2 separate regions of the Pan troglodytes genome follow, and region 1 is linked to region 2. The links are chromatin contacts, called in public Hi-C maps. All regions are on one chromosome and are shown on one strand. The core of a region is the stretch at or near the end of the contact, and the rest is flanking DNA. Distances in the headings are between cores, read along the strand shown.

Region 1 (4,070 bases), core at 1,532-4,031, 360 kb before region 2:
ACTTCTTTTTATTTCGATAGCTATATCTTTGGCTATTTTCTGGCTCAGAGGTGAGCTGCACTCACTGTTCTCCAAGATACTCATTCAATTTTACCAGGCAGGTCTCTGTGATCCTTAGAATTTGCAGCATATTTTCCAGCAGAAGCGCTGATATCCTCACCTAGAATACCTTCTCCTATGTTCTTGCTCTATGTATGTCCCACCCATTCTTGAAGCTCTGCCCTCTCCAGGACACTTTTCTGTGTCTGTGCTAACCCCCTCGCTCATTGGTTTCTCCCCTTAACCACCCACAGTGGCTAAGGTCCTGCCGCGCCATCTGCAATTGCATTTTATATGCTTGTTCTCATTTCTGGCTGCTCAAAAGAATCACCCATGCAAGAATCTTTTTATTTTTTATTTTTATTTTTAAATTTTGAGTCATTGGCTTTCAACTTCACTCCACATCAGAATTAGCTGTGGAATTTGCAAAAATAGAGAAGCTGCACCCAGAGATTGGGATTTTCGGTGGCCTGATCTGCACTTGTATGAAGTCTTGCAGGTGATTCAGAGGCATAGTTAAGGTTCAGAAATTTTGTTTTGATATGTTTTGCATCATTGCCTATTTTTGTTTTATGTGAGTCAATCTCTTTTTTGTAACTAGATTAGGAGGCACTGCAGTGATGGTGGAGAATTTTCTCTCACAGCATTTGCATTATCAATAGTATAGTATATTGCTTTGGTTAATACATTTTTGCAGAGATGCTGGGAGAAGATATGGCTCTGACCCCAGAAATGCTTCTCTAGGGTGGTTATCAAGCAATTCTTATCAGGACAGACATGCAAAGACGCCCCCTTTTCCCCCAGCTCTCTCAGGACACACACAAGCTCATGTGTGCACACACACACACACATCAAGAGAACATTGTTTTATTAGCAGCAGAAGCCTGAAGGCATTTTTAGATATTTTTGTTTGAGAATACAGAATTTATACGCATGACAATAACTCCTGATGAAAATTAAAATCTAGGATGATCTGATCTTTGAATCTACATCTAGCCCTGGTTGTTTGAGATTTACTTCAGAAAAAGGTGGCATTTCAGATTCTTACCTGAATCTCGGAATAGACCAAAAGGAGGCAAACAGCAATGGGTGTAGCCTGTTCTTCAAGCGCTTCTACCCCTATGGATTCTGAAAAGAATTGAAATCAGGTGGCGGAAAATTTCATCTTCCCCCACACGCCTTGGTCTTCCCTTTCTATTGCTGTGGGTCGTTTTGTTTCTTCTCATAGTGGGAGAGCATTGCTGTGTACTTCTGTATATGATCTGGAAACCCACTGATTTAGGGAGTGGCGATAAAGATGCAGCCACCTTTGGAATAAGGGCAGGGGACCATTCTTACAATCTCTTCTGCAACCAGGCTGGTCAGGTGAGCATGGACATGCCACCTCCTGGTCAGAAAGAGGAGCCCTTATTTTCCTGTAACAGGATCCCTTTCGCCCTAGAAAGTGGAACCAGGTGTTTTTCCAAACACTGCCTTCTGATAACAGTGCCCCCTGACCTCCTCCTAGACTCCCAAGAGTCCATCCACTATCCCCTCCTCTTTGAGCTTTGCTGTTCTGAGGATTTGTTAGTCTGGGCTCCAAGAAGTGAGAAGGGCAAAGCAGCAGCATTTGAAAGGCTTTGCCCTTGACTTGCTTTTAGGTCAGAGAGTCTGCTTGTTTGGCTAAGCTACTTTTAGGCCTCCTTCCTTCTTCCCCGTTGGCATGGAGGGTAGGCCTATTTTCACATATGTGCTCAGACATGCAGAAGCAAACGCCAAAATGAATTAACTGGAATAGCTCTATTAATTTATGCTTTGACAGTAATGACCTTAAGACACAGAAGAATTATATATTAATTTGTTTCTAGTATATAGCACTGCTAAGTTAACACATTTAGGAGAATCCACTTCCCTGTCTCCAGCTGTGAGGGTAAATGAGGCCGACTGTGGCTGGAAGAGGTGTTCATTTGGGCACTGCCCCACTAGATGGCAGGGTGGCTTCAGGGATGGACCCACTGCTGGCGGCTGCAAAACACCTTGTTTGCAGTCATTATTTGACACACTCAAAAATCGACAATTTTTCTCATGTTGTTCATTTGGAAATTATATTTAAACTTATTTATTTACATGAGCACATACATAACATGTATATTTACAAACAAATATGCCTACACTGTCCGAGATAAGGGTGTTTAAGAAACAATGCTTTCCCTCCACCAGCCTGGCTGACTTCTCTGAGACTGCATCCTTCTGCAGACCCCCAGTGGCTCCACACCAGGGCACACACCACCACCCAGCCTTATTGAGGCTGGGAAGGGGAGGGATGATTTTTGAAAGTCAAAGGGCATAATCCCTTCCAGGAGGGAAACTGTTTTTAACACATGGTTTGGTCAGTTAGGGGAACTCAGGAAAAAAAAAATAAAGTGGAACAATAAGCATTTTACATTCATGCCCTCCCTCAGAGGGAAGATTAAAAGTAAAACCAGATTAGAGACTTGAATTTTATTCAAATCCTTTCTCCCCTTTCCTCTCCCTTGTTCTCTAATCTCTCCTATTCTTTTGCCTTCCTGTCTCTCCTGTCTTTGTTCCTATTTCTGTCAAATCTCCCTCCTCTTTCTTTTCCCTTTTCTCCTCAGTCTGAATTTCCACATCTCCCCTTTCTCGGTCTTCATTCTCTCGGAATTTGATGCTGTTGAGCTGCCTCTGATCCTGCATCCCTTTATGCAGCCCTTTCCTGTTAATGAATTGTTAAAATTTCATAGGGATCAGTGACTGTGCTTTTCTCTGCTCCTGGACACTGCAGCTCGCAAGCTGCTTTCCCTCGGAACAGAAAAGTCACAGCTATGAGCTGGCTGACTACTCCTTCTCTGTAAACAGTTTTCCAGGATTTACACATTCAGTATGCAGGAAGGTCTTTCATTTGTTTGTTTGTTTGTTTTCCTTATTCAAGTTTAAGCAGGATTAGAATTTCAGTTAATGAAGGCTTCTGAAAAATGGTGACTCCATTCATGGCAGAGAAAAGTGAGATTCTAGCAGTCTTCCAAGATGCCTGGATTCTGCAGTTTTCTGCAGTGGAAAGATCTTAGGAAATCAGTGCAAGCCGAGGACTGTTTGACTACATTTTCAGAACGAGATTCTTTGTAGCACCTTCTGCCTCAGTTGCCTAGCAGGCAATCCTGTACCAAAAATTGTAGCTTTTAATGTATTTTCTTTTCAGATAAAATTAAAGTTACCTTCTTGATTGTTCTTTAGTCTAATTACACCCACAGGTTTTTGTGGTTGAATGTGCCATCTTCTCTTTTGGTTGGAGGATTCTTGCCTTAGGAATAATATGTGGGTAGAAAAAAATAAAACAAAAAACTCCCCAATAAATTGCAATCTAGATTAAAAGTGATCTTCTGCCTTAAAATCTACATATAAAATATGTAGGCAATTATATGCAGTTCCGTATCATGTGCAAATATGGTTATGATCCACTTCGATATTTTACATAAAGGTGTGTATTCTTCCGGAAAATTATGTTGTCTTCACATCTCTGACCCACTACAAGTTTTACATTTTACTAATAATATCAACTAAATGTTATTCCTCCCTTTATTACTTTGCAAAATTGTTGTTGATAGTCATTAATATATCTCAGGCACTTGAGATTCCGAAGTTCTTTCAAAAATTTCTGGCAAAGTTATATTAATTGGAGTTTCTTTGTTAAATATCTTAAATTTCTAATAATAGGAAAGCTATACATAGTATGCACATTATTTTCATTCGTAAAGAAATACTGCTTACACAGAACATCCTATTCTTTAAAGATGTTGGGTAACTCGATATTTAATATCCTCCCATCTCTTTTATTTTCCATTCTTTAACTTCCTTTTGTCCTGACTTTTCTCTTTACGTCTTTTCTATTCGTCACTGTGGTTCTTAATGAGAAATTTATGTCAGCAGTTTATCAAATAAAAAAGGAGAACCAGTGAATTTCCTTTTTCATCTTAGCATTTTCTTCAAACTAGAGATGCTGACAATTTGGAAACTGGTAGATAGGTGCTGACATT
Region 2 (3,976 bases), core at 729-3,228:
GCGCGGTGGCTCACGCCTGTAATCCTAGCACTTTGGGAGGCCAAAGCGGGTGGATCACGAGGTCAGGAGATCGAGACCATCCTGGCTAACACAGTGAAATCCCGTCTCTACTAAAAATACAAAAAAAATTAGCTGGGCGTGGTGGCGGCTCCTGTAGTCTCAGCTACTCCGGAGGCTGAGGCAGGAGAATGGCGTGAACCCGGGAGGTGGAGCTTGCAGTGAGCCGAGATCGCGCGACTGCACTCACTGCAGTGAGCCCAGCCTGGGCGTCCAGCCTGGGCGACAGAGCGAGACTCCGTCTCAAAAAAAAAAAAAAAAAACCAAAAAAACAAAAAAACTTGTCACCCAGCTAAAGAGTTAAAGAAAATCAGATATGTCTCTACATAAACACACAGATATATACACATACATATATACATACTTTTACCTTGAAACTAAAATGAATACACAACACACACACACACACACACACACACACACACACACATATATATATGCGTACAACACACAGAATTACAAGAGGGAGTGGATGCTTTTATGAATGCGTTTGTCATGATACCAGCTGCAAAGCTTAGAATTGCAGTTGGACCTTAAGGGGAAGTAGTATTAAAAGGAAGCTCTGAGTGTTCTTAAGGATGAGGCATTGAATGCTTACCCTGACTTGAAAGGACAGTCTCTGTACGGGACTACTGGGAGAGGGGCTTGGATGTAAATCTTCAAATACCTTGGAATTAGGGCTGAGAAATATAAATTTTATCCTGTGAGCAATGGGGAGAACTTAGAGGATTTTGAGCAGGGGAGTTATTTATTGAAGAGGACACTTTTGGATGTGGAATCTAGGTGAACTATGCAATGTGATAGTCAGAGAAGCAAAAGCAAGCAGTCAGAATAATGAGGAAAAAAATACAGATTTAAAACTATGAAGGTCAGAACTAAAGGCTCCAAAGCAAAGTGCCTGGACCTGTCTCACTCTTGGAGTTAATCTGAGGCTTCTGAATGTCATTTCCTTTCCACTTGTGATACTTCTTTTTCTTTTTTTTTTTTCAATACTCTCATAGATTTGATTATAAAAACCTACATTCTACATTCCTACGAAGCACAGATTTTGGAACAGACATTTTTTTTTCTGATCTTTTCATACCGAAAGACCCAAACCAATTCCCCTAGACAAAGATTTACTTAGATCTCCAGCCCTTCCCACTAAGCTCCCATACTATATTCCCGGAATACTTGCCTAACTGAAACTCACACATTTAAAGGTTGGGATTTTGTAGACAGTGGGATTTAAGAAGTTTCTCTGTGTTCATTCCCCCATCCCTGGTTAGCCAAGGTCATGCTTTCTGGGAGTGAGGCTATAATCTGTCTGGAAACAATCCAAGACTGTTGAGCTTTCAGAAAGAAATAGTGAGAACCTTACCAACATGCACATATTGCACATAGTCCTTATTTTAAAGAGAATGGGCTTAACAGAAGTCCAAATCCTCTGTTATATTCTCATTCATTAATCTGGTACTATAGTTTATAAACAACAAGTGACAGGGAAAATGACACTGCTGAGGAAGTCTGAAACAGAGATGCTGGACTTCAGGTCTATCAGAGCTTTACAGAAGTAGGCAATCTAGGCAGAAAAGCATTCAAGAAATAACTATTCAATGAGTCCTGCATTTTCCTCTGGTCAAAAAAGGAAGCTCTCCCTTTTTCCGTCCTTGCCCTCCTCCTTTTTTCTTTCTCTATCCTCTGTCTGCCTTCTTTTATCTTCCTTGTTATCCTCCTTTTCTTTCTCCATGCTCCCCTTTCTTCTTCATGTCCCTCTTTCTAATGAAGAAAATAATTTTATTGTCTGGTTTCACTAAACAAAAGGTTGAGTACGGAGTGCATTTTTCTGGCTGTTGCCTTTTCTTTCATATCCTTTAGCAAAAAAGGACCTTTCCCTTTAGAAGCCCAAAGGTGGAGCTGTTGCAAAAGGAGAAAGCCAGACAGGCCAGCCGCGCCCGGCGGGGCCACCAACGCACACACAAGCCACACACACAAACGCAAACACGTACATGCTGGGTCTGCACCGAGGAGCTGCAAATCCTGGAGGCTTTGCTTCCAAAATATAAACATTTCCCCCTTTTTTTTCCCAAAGAGAAATAAAAATCCTGATTACAGCAGATGCATTACTGCCAAATTGTGCAAAAAAGAACAAGTATTAAGTGTCCGCTTAACCCCCTTTAATTGTTAATTCCATGTACTTTACTAGATTCTTGTATTATCAAAATAACTGCAGGGAGAAAGGATTCAAATTCATTTAGGTTCATTAATACCACCATTTGTCAGTGTAATGTCCTATAGATAATGATTGGAGGATCATTCTATTTTCTCCATTTCTACACTTCTGTATAGTGTGCTGAAATATCTATCGGGATGGTTACATTTCAGTGGGAAAGACGTAAAACAAATGCGCATTTCAGCAGCTGGAGAGAAGGCCTTTGCTTTTACATTTGGTGACATCTCACAATATTTTCCATAGAAGTGGCATTTATCTTTTTGGGTGTTAATATGATATTTTGCTTTCAACATCCTGGGAAAAAGCAGCAAATTTTGAAAACCCATTTTATGGAGAGAAACACACAGAAATTGCTGTGTTGTTCCTCCCAGAGATAAGACGAATTATCTCTATCGTGTTTCATAGATGCTTAGCTCGTGGCTTTGTCTAGCAGTTTTGGCTGCTCTGCTTGAAAAACAGAAAACCCCCATTCAATCATTCGCCTCTTCCTTTGCCTCTATCCCTAGAGCAGAGGCCTTCAGCTTGATATCTCAAAAGCTGGTGAAGCAAATATTTTAGCCAATTTCAAAGTGTCCTCATTTACTCTGAAAATATGATTTTACCCTCATGACTTTAACGTTTACTTTGAACTTGGAGTTGCTGGAATAAACAGGGGCAAAGTAACCTGAGATGTTTTACGCCACTGAGAGAAAAAGGTATTGATCTTTTTTGCCTCTGGAAAAAAAAAGGTTTCAATAATTTCCAGATATATTGGAGATTGCATTGCTATCTTTAACTAAAACATGCCACAAGACAGAAACCAATTATTTATTCTCTTTAACCATAGGTCCACCTTTGTCTTAATGTATTCTGATGTCCCATTTGCAAATTGGCAAGTTTGTTCTCAGTAACACTGTAGGCGTACGTGCGTGTGTGCATGCTAACATGCTTGAATGCAGGCGCGGTCGTGAATTTATTCTTGGCTTTGCTACTGGTGACATTTAAATATGGGTTTATGCCAGGTAGTTAAAAATATATAAAAGGCTGAGTTATACCAACCCAGCCTATCATGTGTGTCCCCAAGATGACTGAGAAGGGAGTTTCCAAAGTGGTTTTATTTATGCAGCTTGGGTGCGCTACGAAATAGGACTTAGGAAACAGGGGCTAAAGCAAAGTAGAGTAAAAAGAGATGCCTTGAAAGGGAAAGGGTTTCGGATGCGGAAATAAAGCAACCTCATCCTATTACAAGAATACTTGAACTGGCTCAGTCCCTTCCTTATTTCTTATTCTCTTCTGGCTGTTTCAAAAGGTGCATCTTATTGCACGTCTCTGGGGCTTTTCCTCTGATCCAGACCTGGCCTGCATTCTGTTCTTTCCTTTCAGACACTGCTGGTCTCGAAGACATCTCCTCAGCAGCTTTTGCCATCTGAAGCTGTCTGCCTTCAACTCTGTCGTGCAGACTTAGGCTCCTTGAAACTGTCATCTTAAAACATATTTATTACTTCCTCATACTCGGGCTTTTTGGTGCCACATTCCTTCTGCTGTTTGATTACACGGGGCAGAGGCAGTGTTATTTTACCATCTGAATTAGTGCTAAGAGGTGCTGTTAGTGAGAAGCCTAACGAAGAGGTAGGCATAGCATAGGGCTGCCTCCCAGAGAGTCCAGGGAAGGGTCGGGCTGCTGATGTTAGGTGATAACTTCATGCGGCTCTGAGGCTGGTGGCAGGG

The links. Hi-C and Micro-C count contacts between places; a contact is called where the count stands out from the background.
Region 1: a Hi-C map of stem cell-derived neural progenitor cells shows a contact between it and region 2, with 4 times the contacts expected there. The contact joins two enhancer-like sites. A contact is called at or near these places in 3 of 7 Hi-C or Micro-C datasets (induced pluripotent stem cells and stem cell-derived neural progenitor cells).

Annotation. Positions count from the first base shown.
Region 1 is chr17:51,554,627-51,558,696 of NHGRI_mPanTro3-v2.0_pri, reverse strand. No RefSeq gene overlaps it. Among named protein-coding and RNA genes, the nearest start is that of PIK3C3, 200 kb to the left of the region's middle. Within about 2 kb of position 2,781, at least 8 of the 24 cell types and tissues checked have an H3K27ac peak or open chromatin away from gene starts, as enhancers often do. A contact at or near this core is called in stem cell-derived neural progenitor cells, where this site is marked.
Region 2 is chr17:51,192,128-51,196,103 of NHGRI_mPanTro3-v2.0_pri, reverse strand. No RefSeq gene overlaps it. Among named protein-coding and RNA genes, the nearest start is that of PIK3C3, 570 kb to the left of the region's middle. Within about 2 kb of position 1,978, at least 7 of the 24 cell types and tissues checked have an H3K27ac peak or open chromatin away from gene starts, as enhancers often do. A contact at or near this core is called in stem cell-derived neural progenitor cells, where this site is marked.